2 separate regions of the Neogale vison genome follow, and region 1 is linked to region 2. The links are chromatin contacts, called in public Hi-C maps. All regions are on one chromosome and are shown on one strand. Each heading gives the region's core, a stretch centred on a gene start, on an enhancer-like site or on the middle of the called end of the contact. The rest is flanking DNA. Distances are from core to core; before and after follow the strand shown. Region 1 holds the start of ZHX2 (zinc fingers and homeoboxes protein 2). Region 2 overlaps ZHX2 (zinc fingers and homeoboxes protein 2).

Evidence for each region. Hi-C and Micro-C count contacts between places; a contact is called where the count stands out from the background.
Region 1: a contact with region 2 is called in a Hi-C map of tongue, with 5 times the contacts expected there. The contact joins the promoter of ZHX2 here to the enhancer-like site in region 2. A contact is called at or near these places in 2 of 3 Hi-C or Micro-C datasets (muscle and tongue).

Annotation. Positions count from the first base shown.
Region 1 is chr4:17,464,544-17,468,217 of ASM_NN_V1, reverse strand. It overlaps ZHX2 (zinc fingers and homeoboxes protein 2), which reads left to right and starts at 1,938. Exons shown (of 5, transcript XM_044245018.1): 1 at 1,938-2,651. LOC122904332 (a long non-coding RNA gene) reads right to left here and starts at 1,755. Exons shown (of 6, transcript XR_006384185.1): 1 at 1,119-1,755.
Region 2 is chr4:17,399,935-17,403,596 of ASM_NN_V1, reverse strand. The region is part of intron 2 of ZHX2 (zinc fingers and homeoboxes protein 2); the gene reads left to right. Among named protein-coding and RNA genes, the nearest start is that of ZHX2, 65 kb to the left of the region's middle. Within about 2 kb of position 2,171, the one cell type or tissue checked has open chromatin away from gene starts, as enhancers often do.

The sequences.
Region 1 (3,674 bases), core at 689-3,188, 65 kb before region 2:
TAATCTCTCACCCAGCCAGAGGCCAAGGGTAACACAGTGGAGGCACAGGAACCTTGGCTTATAGAAAACCATCTTAAGTGATGAACCATCAAAAGGAGGTGAAGACCCAAAACGGGAATAGTTTCCTTAAGGTTTCCGTAATTTCCACGGAACCGAACAGAACTACAGGCACTTTTAAGGGGGAATGGCAGTGGAATGACCTGGAAGAGTGAAGGCTAAGAGCGATCAAGACTTAGAAGAGTGGAGAGTAAGCAGTACCAAAATTATTAAAGTTGGTGGGGGATCCTTTTTTTACTTTTTTCTTGTAGGCTTCAGGCACACCCTCGAGGGAAGAAAAATAAAACAACATGCCTAGATTCTCATGTTGATGGCAAATACATTAGGATCTTAGAAGTTATCAAATGAGATTGAGAAAGATGCGACGCGATCTGGGTCTTGGTCATCAAGGAAGCCGTTATTTAATGAGTCCGTTGAGAGCTGCGTCATTCGCCTCTCGGGTCTGTGAACATCACCCAAGAGACCCCTCCCAGGCCAGGACCTTGTTTTATACGCCGTTACGAAAACGAATAGACAGCCCCCACATGAGCAATAACCGAACAAACAGGTGCAGACCAGCAAGAAAATTTTGCATATGAGCTATTTTTATTGTCAAAATTTTTGGAGCCCCAGTGGGGCTACGTTAGAGAAATTGGAGCCCCTAGGGGAGAAACTAGAAAAACCTTTCGGCCAGTTTCTTCTCCCCAGCCTAAAAAACTAAAATGTCAAAAGGTCACCCAGTGCTTTGGCCACGCGGTCCGCCCCCAAGGCCAGCCGTCCCCACCCCAGTCCCCGTCCTCGCCTCTGGCCACTGCGCCGCGCACGGCCACCTGTTGCTGCCCTGACGCCCAGAGCTGAGTCGCAAACCGCCGCTAGAGTTCGTTCTAATTCCCCGGAGCAGAGACTGGCCGGGAAGCCCCGACGCTCCGAGCCTGCTAATCCTCCGGGCGGGCGGGGACTCCGCAGAGCCTCCCAGCCCCAGGCTCCCTTTGTTTTCTCGCTGCGCTCAGACTGTCAGAAGTAGACCCCAGACAGCGTCCCTTGGCCCCGGCTCCGCTCGTGCGCGCTTGCGCCCAACTCACACCGGGAAAGGCTGAAGCGTCGAGATGCCCTTAGAGGGGAAATGGGTCGGTCCCGGCAGGAATGCGAGGCGCAGACAGGTTGCCCGTGAGATTCCGAAGCGTCCCCTGGATCCCGAATTCCTCAGGGCTCCTCAGCGTAGCAGAGCTGCAGGAACGCCGCGCCCAGAACGCAAGCTCACCGCACCGAGGCCGCCGGCGAAGGGCGGCGAGATCCCGGCCGGCTTTTACTCTAAAACGCCCGAGGGGAGCCAGGGGGTGGCGGTTAGGGATCCCTTTCCGCCGGGAACGCCGGAGTCCCAGTTCCGAAAGTGACCCGCCCTGCTTCCGAGGGACTTCCCTGCGAGCGCCGCAGGGGTGTGCATTTCTCCGAGTCTGAGAATCGCAGCGAACGCCGGCCCGACTAGAGTTTAAGTCAGCTCCCGGGGCGTCTGTTTGTTTATTGGCTCTTAAGGGAAAAAGTTTGAGGATCTTTAACCAACCTCAGACCTGGCGCAAGCGCAAATCTCCGAATCTCCCCAGCAAAAGCCATCTAATTTCAAGTCGTTATATAAGTGGGGGCTCTTTCTCACCCTCCCTACCCCAAGCCCTCTTATTACTATTCCAGGAGCAAAACGTAACTCGCTTTAAAAAAAATTTTTTTTAAAGTTATTATTTCCCTGAGCCCAAAGACGCGGAGAAAGGGCAGACAGCGCCCTGGATGCGTGGCGGCCCCACCCGCGCGCGCGGCCCCTAGAGCCGAGAGAGGGACGCGGGGTCTGGGGATGCCGCCAGCTCAGGGCCAGCAGCCGCGCCCCGCAGTCCCTCCGTCTGCCACTCCACGTGGTCAGGATCAACAGTTTGTTGAGCTCATCAGTGACACCTTGAACTTTTCATAAAGAAAATGGGTATTGCACCGGGAGGGTTTGGCCGCGGCCGCCGGGCCGGGTCGTGCTTAATATTCAATGATCTCGCTCGCGCCTCCCCCTCCTCCCCTCGCAGAAATTCCTCCGAGTCCGTTACTGGGCTCAGACTTTTAAGTTAATTTACTGCCCCCCCCCAACCTCGGCTAGTAACCAGCGCCTTTAGGGCCAGCCTCCCCCCACCCAGCTCCCGCCTGAAAATGACATTTCGCCGGCGTCTCCGGAGGGGGCCGAATTTCACTTTGTAACTTTCTGCGGAACCCGAGCCCGGGTGGCAGCTCGGGTGGTGGTATCGTATGCAAATACGCATGCTGACGTTACAGATCATGTGGGTTTTGGCGTAGATTCCCCACTGATCGAGACATTTTTTTTCCCCTTTTTTTTTTCCCCTTCTTTTTTTTTTTTTTTTTTCTTCTTCTTTTTAAAAATTTGGCCACTGTTCCCCGTACGGGGGCTTTTCCTGTCCGTCTGTCTGGCAGGCTGGCCGTGCCCCTCTTTCCCACGGAGCCCGAGCCCGGCGCCCGGTGGGGAGTGGGGAGTGGGTGGGGGGAGCCAGCAGAGTTCCATTTTGGAACGCCCGTGCCGCGTCTCCGCGCTCCCAGCCCGGGTCCCCGCGTCCCCAGCCCCGGCGCAGGTAAGAAACTTCGCCTCGGCGCCCGGCACCCCCCGCCCGGCGCCGCCAGCCCCGAGCCCCGCACGCCGGGCGCCGGCCACTCCAGCCCAACTTTCCCACCGCCGCCGCCGCCGCCGCGGCTCCCGAAAATGTGTTGTTAATGGGACTTGGCCGGGTTTGTGATTGGAAGGGGGTGGGGGTGAGGAAAGGGGGGGCGGTGCGGGCCCTTTTTGCGGGTGGGAGGAAATCAGAGGATCCGGAGGGGGGGGCGATTTTTTTTTTAAAGAGTTTTGATTACAAGTTTGGATAAATGGGAGCCAGACCGAGGAGGAGGAGGAGGAGGAAAAACATGTCTACGTTTCCCTATGTCGACATAAGCCACAAAAAAATATGGCGTCCGCTTTCGACAGGGCGTTACGTAGACCCGACTCTGTTTTTATTTATTTATTTCGTGGCCGTCTCCCTCCCTCCGTGGCCCGGCCGCGGCGCTTTGTGCAAACGGGGCAGGTCCCGCGGGGACTCCGGCGGGACGTGGCCCGGCCCGGCGGCTTTGGCAGGCAGGGGGGCTGCGTGTGCGAGCTGCCCGCCCTCCCCCGCGCTCCCCTCTTCTCCCCTCTCCCGGTGACGATTCGCCGTACTGTGGTGGCAGGAAGCATGACGCCGTGGGCTGAGGCTGCCTCGCCTCTCGTCGCCGCCGGTGGCTGCGGGCGGCCGCCGGAGCTACCTGCCGCGGGCAGGGCCGGAGCGCGGCACCGGCCCCCACGCCCGGCTCAGGTGGCGGGGCGCCCGCGCAGGGGACCGGCGGGGGGCGGGGGGGGGGCGGCCGGGGGCAGGGTGGGGGGGGCTGGGGGTGGTGGCCCCGCGGTCCGCGGCCGGCCGGCCCACGCCCGCGGCCGCCTCTGCCAGCCGAGCCCACGCTCGCCCCCGGAGCGGCAGCTGGCGCTGGCGTCCGCCCCGCGAGAGAGGTTCATCTTTGTTGGTGTTGCGGCGTCTTTGTGGCTTCCGCAGGACTTGGTATCCTCGCCTCTGCCAACTTGCCCTTTC
Region 2 (3,662 bases), core at 922-3,421:
GGGCCTCTGCCCAGCCCTCCAGGGTGCCGTGCCGTGCCCTCCCCGCCCGGCCTTCGGAGGAGGGCAGCTTAGCGAAGGTCGGCGTGGCCAGGAGGGCCCGCTGGTGCAGGGAGGGGGCGGCGGAGGAGGCTGTGTGGGGAGGTAGGGAGGCTGGCATTCCCGGGGAGGGGGGCTTTGGTCCAAGAGCCTGACATCTGAGGGGCCCTCGAAGACCACTCAGGCCAGACCCAGGTCTGAGAGAAATGCCCCAGGCGCCATGTGGATGACCTCCGTGAGGGCTGACAAGGGCAGCCGCGGCCTCCATTGTCACAGCCGGCTGGGCAGGCTGTCAGCTCGAGAGAATGAGCTCCCCACTCAAGATGTAAGGCCCTGGGCGGAAATCCAGCTTTGTGAGTCACAACCAGATGCACATCTTGTCAGAGAAAACCATGGCCGCGGAGAACTGGTCATGGTTTCCTGGAAACTTCCTGAGTGTCGGGGGAGGGGCGCTCCGAGGATGGGTGCCAGCCGCGGCTGAGAGAGGACGATGTGCTGGGGGGGCTGGGCCCAGGCTGGCGGCCTGGAGCTGTGCCTCATGTGGTGTAGGGCTGAGCCTTCCAGGGCCCCCCACCCCACACACACAGGGGAGTCAGAGCCCGAGGCCAGTGGACTAGCTGAGGCCCATTCGGGGGGTCTCCGTCTCCCCTCCCACACAGCATGCCTCGCGTGTGCTAGGAGAGGGGCTCCCTGAGTCCTCATCCCACCAACCTGGATTCAAATCCAGGGACTTCTGCGAACACAGCGTCTCTGGCCCTCAGTTCCCTTGCCTGCAAAGTAATGGGATAAATTGGGAGCTCTCCAAGGTTCCACCCAGCTGGAATATTCCGGCACTTCTTCATTTCCCTCCCTGTAGATAAAAGAAACTGAAGCCCGAGAGCCAGGGGGTCGCTCAGAGCCAGCCCCGTCGCAGGTGGGTCTGGAGCTCCTGTTCTGGCCAGATCTGCACCCTCCACCCTTTCTCCAGTGTCCCGCCTTCTCTTCCCAATCTTCTCGTCCTGGTGGCCTCTTTCCCTCTGTTCTTTCTGCCTGTGCTTCCAGCCTGCCAGACGGAGGTGCAGCCACCCCAAGAAAGATGTTCCCACCCTGGGGTGGTAGGTCCCAAATCAGAACCAGGATGGGAACTCCCAGGGCCATCCAGCCACCTGTGTGCACTCGCTGGTAGTAAGCGAGCGGGATCTTGTCCTGCCACCTCCCGCCTGGATCCCACACATCTTCACATCCTTCAATCCAGCCAAATAACACCTCCCCCAGGAAGCCCTCCCGGATCACTCCAGCCAGAGTTACCACCTTACCAAGACTTTGCCACCCGCACCACTTTACAACCCCGCTGTTGGCATTCTCACTTACTTTTGTGGTAATTATTTGTGCATACATCTTAGCTCCTCAGTGCAGTTCCAAACTCAGTGAAATCAGTAACCAAATTGCCTACCAACAGCCTCCCTTCGACATCTGGTGCAGTGTTTGTATTCTAAGTGTTGGGTAGACAATTGTGGAATAAATGGAGCTTTCTTTCTTCATTGCAGAAGGGTTCTTTCCCTTCAGAATGAATGGCTGGGCGTGTCAGAGCATCTGCTCTAGAGCGAGATCAGGTTGAATCTTAGCTCCGCCATCTGCACGCTGTGAGACCTGGAGTGAGTTACTCACGCTTCTGTACCTCAGTTTCCTCTTTTGTAAAAGGAGGCTCGTTGTAACGGCGGACCATGTCTGCCGATCGTAACCCTACCCACCCACCTGGGTGACTGTGAAGATTAAACTAGTCCGGCATGGAAAGGGCTCGATAGAGTGCCCAGCACAGACTTGAGTCAATAAATGAAATTGTTAAATTTCAGGGATCCTATATGCAAATTTTTATTTGATGTTTTGGGATCTATGTGACACTGCCTTGCAGAATTGGCGCCTGGCTTGAGTTAGGTGCTAAATCCTTTTTAATCCTTGTATCCTTTGAACCTGCTTTGGATATTTGATGCCCACTGTAGAAGGTCCCCCAGGCCCCGGAGTAGGAGCGGTGGGGGGGGGGCCAGAGCCGGTGGGACGGCTCGCCAGCCTGGGACTAGCATACGTGAAGCGCTTTTATTCAATTCATGTGACTCGACAAATTTGGAATGTGTTAGGGAGTTTTTCCAGCTATGAGTCAGTACATTTATGCTCTCTCACACACATAAAAAAATTTAAAACGAAAAAGAGTTTAGCGAGAATCATTTATGAGTGCAAAGTGGAAATCTGTGGAAATTTTATTTTGACCCTGAAGGCAAGTCATACTTAAGAATTTAATAAAGGGCTCCAAACAGGATGCAGTGGAGAAAAAAAACACAGCTCGCTGCCTTTTCCTTGTATATTCTCAGCCACTGTGTTGCACAGACGAGGGTCTAATTTGCATGGCTTTATTAAGCACCTCCTGAATACCCAGATTTGTGCTAAACCTGGTGGGGGGAAAAGGGGGAGCAGAACCAGCGTTTATTAACTGCATGTATGTGCTTAATAATAATCAAGGCAGGAGGGGAAGAAAGCTGTCTTGAAGGTCAGGAGGCAGTGTGGGAGAAAATGGAAGAATTGTATTCAGACACACGCGTTCAAGCTCCTACATTCATATCATCTAATCCCCATCGTGTCCATTTCTTGGATGACAACACTAAGGCTCAGAGGACGTAAAGTATTTTGTCTGTGGACACAAAACTCGTAAATGGTAGAAAGCATGATCTAAACCGGGTCTACCAGTTTCCCTATGAGGGTTAAATTTAATGTCCGCAGGAGCTGTGTTTCCCACCGGGGCAGGACGATGGGGAGGCAGACATCCCCTCCCCGTTCTGGGAGACCCTGTACAGCCTTCCTACAGACCAGTCTCTCCAACCACCTTCTGCCACTCGCTGTTAAGTCCCGCCTGTCAGGGATTATCCAGAACCTGCTTCTCATTCAGGCTGATCCTCTTTGCTGTTGTTGTTTATTTTAAATAAAGAAACCACCGCCCGGCCAGAGGGCTTGTGTTTCCAGCTCACTTTCCTCTCTTTTGCAAGGGCTCATTTTCATAGACTCCCAATCTCCAGGGAGTGTGTTTTTCCCTCTGAAACATGAGCTGTAATCAAAGGTGTAGTCGTTCCCAACATCTGTCAGCAGCCACCGGAGCCAGGGTTCCCCTGAGGTCTGACAGAAGGAGGCTCAGGCCAGGTGCCCCGGGGACAGTTGTGCCCTACACAAATCAGATTGCCCTGTGGTTGGCCTTTGTAAAGATGGCAGGGTCCCAGGGATGGCTCTCAGACTGCTGGAGGATGGGGTGGGGGGGCGTCAGCAGGATTCCACTGACCACTCAACAATGACTTTTGAGGGCTGCCATGTGTCAGGTCCTATAGACACAGAGCTCCCAGCTCTTTGGTGAGTTCCCATCACTCACGGGTAGAAGGACCCGATGTCTTAAAATGCCTGCAAGTCCCTGAAAGATCTGGTGCTTGCTCTTTCTTTGGCCTGCTTGGCTAAGGGCACTCCAGCTGGCTTCCGGTATCTGTATCCAGCAGGGACAACCCCCCACCCCCGCCAGCTTTTTCTTTGCCTTTCAGATCCACCCCCCTCTGCCGTATTCCCAGGGGGCCCCTCCTGGTGAGCTTGCCACCATGGCCATGTGCCACAATTGG